2 separate regions of the Gossypium hirsutum genome follow, and region 1 is linked to region 2. A link is a contact called in public Hi-C data. All regions are on one chromosome and are shown on one strand. The core of a region is the stretch at or near the end of the contact, and the rest is flanking DNA. Distances in the headings are between cores, read along the strand shown. Region 1 holds the start of LOC107901529 (dehydration-responsive element-binding protein 3). Region 2 has its middle 32 kb from the start of LOC121218511.

What was found. Hi-C and Micro-C count contacts between places; a contact is called where the count stands out from the background.
Region 1: a Hi-C map of leaf shows a contact between it and region 2, with 2.7 times the contacts expected there. The contact joins the promoter of LOC107901529 here to the enhancer-like site in region 2. A contact is called at or near these places in 10 of 34 Hi-C or Micro-C datasets (anther, callus, fibers and 4 more).

Annotation. Positions count from the first base shown.
Region 1 is chrD06:20,951,057-20,956,751 of Gossypium_hirsutum_v2.1, reverse strand. It overlaps LOC107901529 (dehydration-responsive element-binding protein 3), which reads left to right and starts at 1,311. Exons shown (of 1, transcript XM_041095777.1): 1 at 1,311-2,620. The coding sequence starts at 1,589. The coding sequence ends at 2,371.
Region 2 is chrD06:20,703,092-20,708,731 of Gossypium_hirsutum_v2.1, reverse strand. No RefSeq gene overlaps it. Among protein-coding and RNA genes, the nearest start is that of LOC121218511, 32 kb to the right of the region's middle. Within about 2 kb of position 2,686, at least 3 of the 9 cell types and tissues checked have an H3K27ac peak or open chromatin away from gene starts, as enhancers often do. A contact at or near this core is called in hypocotyl and leaf, where this site is marked.

The sequences.
Region 1 (5,695 bases), core at 62-2,561, 250 kb before region 2:
AAACTTGGCTACTTGTATCTAGATGATACCTATTTTTTGTTTTTTTTACATAATTGGTACTCAAACTTGGATTCCATCACACATTATGGTGCGAGTTAGAATTTGATTATGTGACGAAAATAACTAATCATACGACGACATGTAACAGGCTCAAAACATGACATAAGACAAGCCGTAATAAAAAATTTTAAAAAATAAATTTATAAAAAAAGTATAAAAAATATTTTGTAAAAAAGTAACTTAAAATGATGACATGTGACTCTTTAAATGTAGTAAAAACACATTATATTTGTTGGTAAAATTCTATATTTCCACAAATAATGTAAATTATAATAAATTTATTTATTTTAAATTTTCTTAAATTGATATCCTTTTCTTTCATTGAAAGCACTTTAGGCTTTATTCAGTGCAATGGTTCGCTTCTCAATGCCTTGACTCCATCGCCATTTTTTTTTCCAAAATAGTATTTGACATTCATTTACTTTCGTTATCAAGAATGTTCATTGATCCTATTATCAATGCTTCGTAAAAGAATGTTCATATTTTTCCCCATTAATTCAAATATTTTAATATTTTTTAAACTTATCGTAACTAAGTTAATAAACAAACATGAACATATTTTTAAAACACAAATAACAATAATAATAAACCAACAAACAAGAGCAGAAGTCCAGTTACGTGGACGCTGGTTAAAATATAATTAGGATATAGCATTTATTCTTAAAATGGTGGATCGGACCCATTGAAGATATCAGCAGTTTGAGGCATCTCCATTTCTTCCAACCGGTGACCCCAATTAAACGCAGGCCTCAAGTTTTTTAAATACGAGTTGATATTATAAACACAGTTTACTTATCAAGAATCAATCATCAATGGCAAAAAAATAAAATAAAAATTATAATGTAATAAAACATTATACAGCAAGATCTGAGAGCACTGTAAACCCTAGATTGGCTACATCACAGCTTACATACTTTTATATTATCAAATAGTTGCATATATATACATATACATATATATATCCTATATTCCTACCAAACAATCAAAGGGGGAACTTGTTATAGGGACAAAGGGTGAAAATGGTGATAAATGAACTGGGATAGAGTGATGATTGATTGAGGAAGAAGAAAAGGGGTTAAATGAGTAGTAAAGAAGGGGTGAAAGTGGTAAAGAGAGATTTTATGTTGGAACCTTAAATACAACCTCATGAAAAGAAACAACTATAAGTTTTAGAAAAATTACTCTTCATAAACAGTAAAAGTTGAAAAAGGAGAAGAAAAAGAGGTTGAGTGGTTGTAGAGAAGAGAAGCCCCAATTGAGCCATGGGATGTATAGGATGGGGTGATGACCCATTTCTTATGTGGGTCATATCTCTCTCTCAGCGCTTATAAGTGTTGTATGAGTTATTGGGAAATGATGGGAGCCGAAAGAAAAAAGGCTTTAGATCCTTTGGCTTTTTATCACGAAATAGCTAATACCATTATAGCAACTCTCTTTTAAGTCTTCTTCATTCAATAATATTACCTCAACATTTCTCTTTGCAGAGAAAAAAAAAGAAGAAAAAGAGTAAGAAAAAACAGGTACTTAAATGGCTGAGCTACAACATTCAGAGACAGAGAGCAGCTCAAATTCAACCTCATCGCCGCCGCTATCACCATCTAACTCAACCCCTAACTCAACTACTACGACCCGAAACCATAAACCCGAAACTTTCACTTCGGGTTCTACTAAAAAACCCAAGACAATGAGGGACTCAAGCAAGCGCACCGTTTACCGGGGTGTCCGAATGCGAAGCTGGGGCAAATGGGTGTCCGAAATTCGGGAGCCACGTAAGAAATCCCGCATTTGGCTGGGCACTTTCCCTACCCCAGAAATGGCAGCTCGTGCGCATGATGTAGCCGCTTTGAGCATCAAAGGCAACTCCGCCATCCTCAACTTCCCCGAACTGGCCGACTCGTTACCTCGGCCCGTGTCTTTAGCACCACGTGACGTCCAAGCTGCGGCAGCCAAAGCTGCCCAAATGGACAAATTCGACTCCCCATCATCATCATCTTCTTCTTCTTCTTCGACTTCTATGTCCACTTCAACATTATCATCTTCGTCATCGGTTTCCTCTTTGGTTTCTCACATGGAGTTGTCTTCTGGGCCAGACGAGTTAAGCGAGATAGTGGAGTTGCCGAGCCTCGGGACGAGTTATGATTCAGTCGAGTCGAAGAACGAGTTTGTTTTCATGGACTCAGTGGATGGGTGGTTGTACCCTCCACCATTGCTTCAAAATATGGAAGATTGTGGGTATGTTTGTGATCAATTAGTAGTGCCAGAAAGCATTTTACAAAATGGTTTTGAACAAGGCTTGCTATGGGATTATTAGTTTCTTTTTATTTCCTTGTGTGTGTGTGGGGGTGTTTTTTTGGTTGTGATTTGTGACTCTGAGTGTGTATCTTTTTCTCTTTTCTGGTTTTAAGCCTTTATACTTTTTCTTTGAAGGGCTAAACCTCTTTTGCTTTTTTTTTTCTATCTCTGCTCATGCTGATATCAATGGATCAATCCCTGTACAGTGTTGTTGCAAAACAAAAATTTGAAACCCAGTTCAACAATGAAAAATTCCATGCCTTATTTTCATGCAATCTTCCTTTAGAACTACAATTTGCAGCTTGCAAAAATAGAAAAAAAGGAATAATAATTAAAATGGAAAATGGGAAACTGTCACTAAAAGAAAGCTCTGAGGTATTCTTCTTCCTCTTCTTAATGAACGATGAATACTGGGAGAGATTGCTTTTGGCAGATGGTGAAATACAGTGAGGAGTGAAAGTGACAATTATCCCCATTAAGGATAACAATATCTATCTACCCTTTTTCTACTTTTCAACTTTCCATAAATAATACTCCATAATTTTTAATCCCCATGTCTCTTTTCTATATTCTTATGTCTCTCTTGTTTTAAAATAAGTTTTGCTTATAAAAATTGATAAGATTGTTTTTTTCTAAGTATTTGAAACAAGATGCAACGGATGTCAGGAATTTTCTTCTGTTAGCATATTCTTTTGTTTTTAACAATTAATAAAGGTTAATTACACTCAATATTTTTAAAGCAGTCTGATTTAAATATTCAGAATATCATAATTGTTTCAATTACATGCTTATGATGTTAAATGGCAGCTTCAATCTGATATAAAATATTTTTATAACACGCAAATTAAATTTAATGCGGTAAAAAAAAATAGTCCTCTTAAATATTATTTACACTTTTCTAATATGTTAGATACAAATTATTTATATGATAAATACAATATATTTATAATATGATCTATATATTTTAAATATACTCCACTTCATGTTCTAAGTGAATTTAACTTTTATACTAAAGAACCTAAAGTATAAAATTGGTTCACTAGAAACATAGACAAGCAGCTAGAGTTTCCTACATGCAAAAAGTCCACATCAAAAACAAAATCAAGCTGAGATCGTACAAAAAACAATCTCTAACAACGCCTAACAAAGCTAATGAATCTGCAAATCCAGTCTTCTCAAACAACATGAGCCACATGTAATTTAAGGGATGAAGTTCAAAAATTATTTTTTGAGGAATTAGAAATAAATTATAAATGTTTGTAAATCAAAATAAAATTTAACTGTTGTATTTATTTATATTCTTACAACTTTTAAAAAGATTCTGAAACAATTCTACCACTTGGGGAGAGGCTAAGATCATTGCCAGTTCCTCTAGCTTTGTCACCATGTACATTCACAATAAACTATATCAACATATGAATCTCATTAAAGACCCGTCATAGTTTCTATGGCCGAGAGTTCCTTTGGTATCACCTTTGAAGTATATTATTACAACATTTTGAAACTTAAGTAGTTTAAGGACTTTTTTTTTTGCATTTAACCCTAACCCTAACCCTAATAATAATAATAATAATAATAATAATAATAATAATAATAATAATAATAATATAGTATTTATCTTTGTTATTTTTAAACATTTAATTGCTAATAATGTCTTGATTGTGTTAAAAAAGGTTGAAATTTTATGACCTTAAGCGTTCAAGTTCGAGTCCTATTGTATATAAATTATGTATAAGTTCTCTTTTACATTTATTTTGTTTCATTAGTTTGTTTTGAGCAAGTAATTAAATTTAGTATTTATAATATATTTATTTTGATTAATTAATTTGAGTTGAGTTAGTTATTCAATTAAAGTCTAGTAATAATTTGTTTTGATTGGAAACTCTTTGCACTCAAAAGAAAAAAAAGTATTAAGGTTTGCTAGTTAAGGAATACTCCGAATTGATTTTCGATTATATATGTTTTGATTAGTTAGTTATAGTTGAGTTAGTTATTCAATCCAGTACTTATAATAAGTGATTCTGATAGGAAACTCTTGATACTCAAAATTCAAGTTTGCTAGTTAAGGAATACTCAAATTTTATTTTCAATTATATATATTTTGATTAATTAGTTTGAATTGAATTAATTATTCAATATAATACTTATAATAATTTATTCTAATTGGAAACTCTTGATAATCAAAAGAAAGAAAATATTATTTAAGTTTGCTGATTAGGAATACTCAGAATTATTTCCAATTATATATGTTCTAAAAGAAGAATTGATTTTATTCTCCCCTCCATCCACTTTTAACTTTAATGATATCCATGAAATTATTTTCTTTGACTATTATATATGTTACATTGATATGCCAAGGAAACAATGTGTATTTAAGAGTTGTGAGGGTTGTCTAGGGATTAAGCCTGAGACTCGTCTCTCAATTAAAAATTTAAACATAAATATTTTATCATTTTACACATAATTTAATTACTTTTTAATAGAAAACTAAATAGGTAAAATTCTCTTCACTTCAATTAAAGATGAGACATTAATAATTTGAGAACATAGCTTTTTTATTGATACCATGATCATTCCATATCAAAGTAATTCCAGGCCATCTTTTGGCATCTTTTTCATATTATAAGAATTGAACATTTGATTTCATAGTTATCTATTTATCACATGTAACACAATTAAAGTTAAAATCACAAATGTATCTAAACTCAAAATTTTAAACAACTTAATTTGCTTTTCATTAGTTTGGAGCTCTTTTGAAATTTTTTTAAGAAGTTGATTATGCAATGTAAGAGTCATGTCTGTAATGATTCGATTTTTTTCGGTGTAAGAAAAGTTGATTTCGAGGTCAAATTTTCTAAGTCAATCCAACCCAAGAGTCTTGTTCAAGGAGTTTACGTGATGTATATGAAATTATAAAGTCAAATTGCTAGATGACTAAAGTAGATAACTTGTTAATTATAGTATAAGGACTAAACTGCAAGGTGACTAAACTAGTGAAATTTAATTAAGGAATTGAACAAGCCCTTATGTTATAATTGTACCAAGGTCTTAAGTGTTAGCCATTATTCACACTAGGCTAGTGCCTTGGAATGATCCTAACCATCCATCTCCATTAGTGGTAATAAGCTTAAATGTTGGCCATTAGATTAAGGATTAATTACTTCAATTAAAACGATTAATCGCATGTAACACCCCTAACCTGTCTCCGTTGTCGGATTAGGGTTACGGAGCATTACCGATCAATTCATAACAAATAATGACCTTTTGAAACATTTTGTCAATTTTAAATAAACTAATTTGTATTCATGGCATAAACACAATTACGAACCTTAATTCGAGCTTA
Region 2 (5,640 bases), core at 1,437-3,936:
GTAAAAATATTTAAATTCATAAAAAGCATTTTAAAATTATATTTTGCATATCATTTACTTCAAATGTAAGCGGTAAAGGAATGGATTTTGTTTAATTGTAAGCTATAAATTAATTAGCATATTTCTTGTTATATAAAATTAGGTGTTTATATTCATTTTATTATTTATATTTCTTATCAATTACTGTTTTTAGTTTAAATATTAAAATAGGTCTGAACTGTGAAATGATTTATCTGCATTGAAGTCATAAATTTGCAGCACAAATTATGGACATATATCTGAATTGTAACTTCAAATTACACGAAATGCTATTAAGTTTATATTATTTAGATTATATAAATTATAGTAAGAAATTTGATAAATAAGATTAATAAATACTACACGTCAAGTTTAGATATTATATTATATATTTATATAATGTCTTCAAATAATATTTTTAAATACTACTGTGTGCATGAATATTGAAGTAAAATAATATATTTTATATAGAAATGTTGTATCATAATTTACTTTAAAAATATTATTTGAATATTACTATAATATCTTTAAATACTACAATATAAAGATGTTATATTTTTTATAAAAAAATAGTATTCCTGCAACTTACAAAGAGATAGATAAAAATTCCACATATGATATTTAATAAATTTAGTTATCTATATAATCTGATTTTAAATCCTTAAATTTATGAGGCAAATGATAAATTTAAATGTGTCATACATAAATTGTTTCCTTTTATTATAACATCAAATCCACTCACAATCTTAATTTTGGTTTTTAATTCATATTTTTCGTTAACAACTTACGAAATAATAAATATGTAATAATTTCTTTATTTTGGTATTCTTTAAAAAAAACAATTTTTATATGTTAAATATTTATTTTTTTAAGTAAATTTTAATATTATAAAATTAAATAATTATTTCAAATATAATTTTATATGTGAAAGTTCTATATATAAAAAATAGAAATATGTAATTATATAATAAAAAATTATATATATCATTATGTTAAATATATTTTATTTTTTAAACATATCAACTAGTTATTTTGATATATTTATCTTATATATAATTTTTATATTTAAAATATTTATTTGTTACCTCATTGTCGGTATGGTAAATTCTACTATTATTAAATAAAATAATTGTTTCAAATATAATTATTTTTATTAAATATAATTTACCATACTATAATGTAGGTGAAAAAATAATGATATTTGAAATAATTATTTGATTTTATAATATTAAAATTTACCATACCCATAATATAAGTAAAAAATAAATATTTATAAAAATTATATATAAGAAAAATATATCAAAATAATTAGTTGATATTTAAAAAAAATAAAATATATTTAACATAGATATATAATATATATTTTTATTATACAATTACATACTTATTATTTTGTCTAAATAAAAAAGTTATTAACCATGACATAGAAGAAAAATAAATATAAAAAATATATTTAATAAAATAATATTTTGATTTTATAATATTAGAATTTACCATACTACAATGTAGATGAAAATAATAAATATTTAACATATAAAAATTATATATAAAATATATATATCAAAATATTACATATTTATTAGTTTATCTATATAAATAAAAAAGTTATTATTAAAAATATGGATTAAAAATAAAGAAAATATATGCATTAAAAATAAAAATCGAAGCATTCGAATCTAGGCCATTTGAATAAAAACACCAAAATTTTAGTATTTTTAGAGGACGAAAAGGTTTAGGTAAATTTAAATATAAAAGTTTAAATAATATAATTATTCTTATGCAAGTATTGTTTGATTGAGTTATTTCACGAAAAATTTTTGATAAATTTAATGATTGAATTGGTGTCAGTTAATTCGTGATATCAAGCTTGATTAAAATTAATAAAATAACTTTTCATATTTTATAATTTTGGAGGTGTTTGCATTTATCTCTAATTGAATATAATTTTTATTGTCCTAAGACATGTCTAAGGATTGAGCTACTTGTCCAAGCTTGAAGCTCGCTTAATAATTGGAAGGGTTTTGTCAAAAACATTAAATCCAAAAATTTAACTAAAGTGAAAAATATAAATTCATTTAAAATATGGATCAAACTTGAACCCTAGTAGTCAATGCTCAAACTAGGCCCAACTTATTTTGTAATTGTATAATATATTATTTTCTTTATTTTTTATATAGTATGTAATTTATATCATATGAGAATTATATATAAAATATTTTAATGTAAATATTAAAAATATGTTTAAGCTCATGTTTAAATTTTAAATAAAATTAAAATATAAAATTTATTTAATATAAAAAAGAACAAACTAATATAACCGACTTAAATGGGTTTGGGCTATCTTGAAATTTGAGGCGTATATGGGGATCCGACATGAACAATTATATATGATGTTAATTCCATATATGGATTAGGACCGAATATGACTTGACCATGAACACCTTTACATAAGTAGATAAATTTTATTCAAGATGGGCCATTCGGCAAATTGGTGGTCTTCCATTTTGGGGAAATGTCGATGATGAATATATATATATAGTAGAAGGCAAGACAAAATGTTTAAATAAATTTCGTCGGTATCGAAAGTTTTTGAGAAGTTTGCAATTGGGCCCTCAAACAGACAGTTGACTTCTATCAAACCGAAAGAAAAGGGCCTACGCGGCCACATGTGCGGTGGGCCCAAGATAAGGCCCAACAACATCCACATACTTCTTGCTTTGGACTGTTAGCCGTCCGATCATAAGAATCACATCACTTTTTTCACGACGTTGATGTTAGTGAAATTATATATATATATATTAGTAATAAAAATAGAGGGATTAAATTATATTAAATTAAATTTAAAAAAAATTAAAATTTTAGCATAATAAACTAATAAAAAGAACTAGTGAGAAATTACTAATTGCATATTTCTACGTTTTGGGTTTTTGATATAGTTGTAGGTTGTTGTTTTTTGTATTAAGACAAAACATTAACAATAATAGAATTAAATTATGTCAGAAAATATAAAAACTAAAATTTTAAATTAAATATAATATAAAGATTCTATTATTGATATTTGTCAGTTTGATAATATTATTTACTATGCTCTTGAAGTGATGCCACGACCTTTTAAAAAAATAAAAACAATGTTAAGAAACCATATCATCCATTTAACACTAACAAGTAGCAGCTTACTAACATTACAAAAAATCAAATTATACTCCCATCACTACAACCTTAATATTACATTTCAAGTTTCTATTTCATATACGAACTATCAACAAGAAACACAACTACATCTCTCAATACAATTTTTCATTATATATAATCACAAGTATTTTGATTTGATTTACGACTACAACTTAATCTTTTTTTCTAAATAAAAAGTAAAATCTCGTGTTTGTTTGTAAAAGGCAGGCGTCAACTTGAATGTGTCACTGAGCAAATATCTTGAACAACGTAAAAATATGCATAGGTTTCTATAATAATAATGTCAGCTAGTTTTACGGTCTAGCAGATAGCCATATAATCCTATTGTCGGATTGGTGTTGCATAGGAGACAAATCAAATTAGACCCATGTGAATGTCCAGTTAAAACGACCTTACTCCATTAGATATGGTACTGTTTTTTTTTACCATTTTTTATCACTATCTTACAACCATCAAAATTAGTCCTCATTATCCAACTTCCTATTTTTCCATGTTTATACTATGTTTCTATTTTTATTTTGAAGTTATAACCCATCCAATAGAAACAACTATTATAAGCATTGAATTAAATAATTAATTTAACAAGATCTCATATATTTATATACGTGAGACTTAAATTTAAAAATTCAAAATTTTATAACTGTAACTTTATCATGAAATTTAAATTTTATTAGTGATTTAATTAATATAATTTAATTTAACATAATTTGATTTTTTACTTTTGTAATATCATTATTTGGTAAAATGTTAGATCTATTTTTTTCTCTAAAAAACACTCCTTTCAATTTATTATGTTGACATGATTTTTTTTTAATTTTTAATTTTATGTTTGAAAGGATTAAGAAAGCTATCTGTAATAGATGTTAATTATTTTAAATTAATTGATGATAATATAAAAGTAAAAGGGGAAAGTGTAGTGACTAATTCTTATGTTGAAGCACAATTTGACCTTATTTAAGATATAGGCTCCTCACTATTGTTTGGTACAAGGGAATTTAAAACAGTGTTTTTCTTCTCTCCTTTTCGAAGGAGTTTGCTGAGCCACTTGTTTTTGACAACTCGAAGAATCTGAGAGATGTCTTCAGATTACCTACAAAATGATTGTGAAGAATCACAGAAGATTTATCTAGGTACCCCCCTTGGGATGCTTACTTGACCAGATAAGGATACCCCATTTCTCATATTATTATTTTGATTTGCATCCATTTGGATGGAGAAAATTCAAGTTTTTAAGGTTTTTTTTTATGATTTTGAATTCGGACTAATATTTTTCATTTTTAGTTTGAATCAATTTTAATTTTGGGTCGAGTTTGAGTTAGTTTAGGTTGGGATAAATCTTAAAATTATACATAAATTTTGATCTAATGTACAATTTATTACAGTAACTTTATTTTTGTGTAATTTTATAATGAAATTTTAATTTAATTCAGTTCTCATAATTTATTAGCACTATTATTGATATAACATCATTTTATGTTTATATATTGCATATACAGATAATTATATTTATCTAATATAAAAATGATTTGTTGTATTTATTTAAATGTGTATAATTGAATCAACTAAAGTTTCATGTATATAATTACACCAAATCAAAGTTCATATATCAAATTGCACATTACATCAAAGTTTATGTATAATTTTGAGATTTATTCCTTTTAGCCTTTAGGCTGGACACTTGAGTTTTTCAAATTACTTGTTTGGGCCATTTGGAGTTTTTAGTTAATTTGCGTCTAGACTAGACATGTTGAGGTCATTAGATTTTCGGTAAAATATCCAATTGGTTTCCTAATTTTTAGTGCACTCTCAATTTAATCACACAAAATGAAATTTTTGCAATTTCGTCACTTAACGGTTAAATCTCTAACAACGGTTGATTATATATTCCATGTTATGTTTACACTTTCATTTTGGTCACCCAACTTCTAGGTCGCTTTCATTTCGGTTATAAAAAAAAATCATTTCTGAAGCATTGATTGGGTAAAAAAAAATTAAGAATTAAAGAAAAAAAAGTGATAGAAACTAAAATAATGCATTAAAAATTTGTGAAATTGTATTTGTTTATCCCATTGCCAAAAAGTCTATTTTTTTCAATATTGAAATATTAAATTTCAAAGCATCAAAATCAATTAAGTAAATTGTTGAAAATTTTTTATCCATTGATAATGTCAACCGATTTGTTGCTTGAACATTGAAATTAATTAAATTAATTAAATTAATTAATTTCATCTCCTTCTAAATTTTATTTTATTTTTTTGTTTTGAGATTATTATTAATGAAATCAACTAAAATAACTCATATTTATTAATTGTCTATGAAACTTAATTTTTTATTATATAATCTCGAGCCTACCATGCTAAGTTAAAAACAAAGAAAAATCCATTAATTTCTTGTTCTTCATTTGGGTAAAGAGGTGATGGAAAATTATGG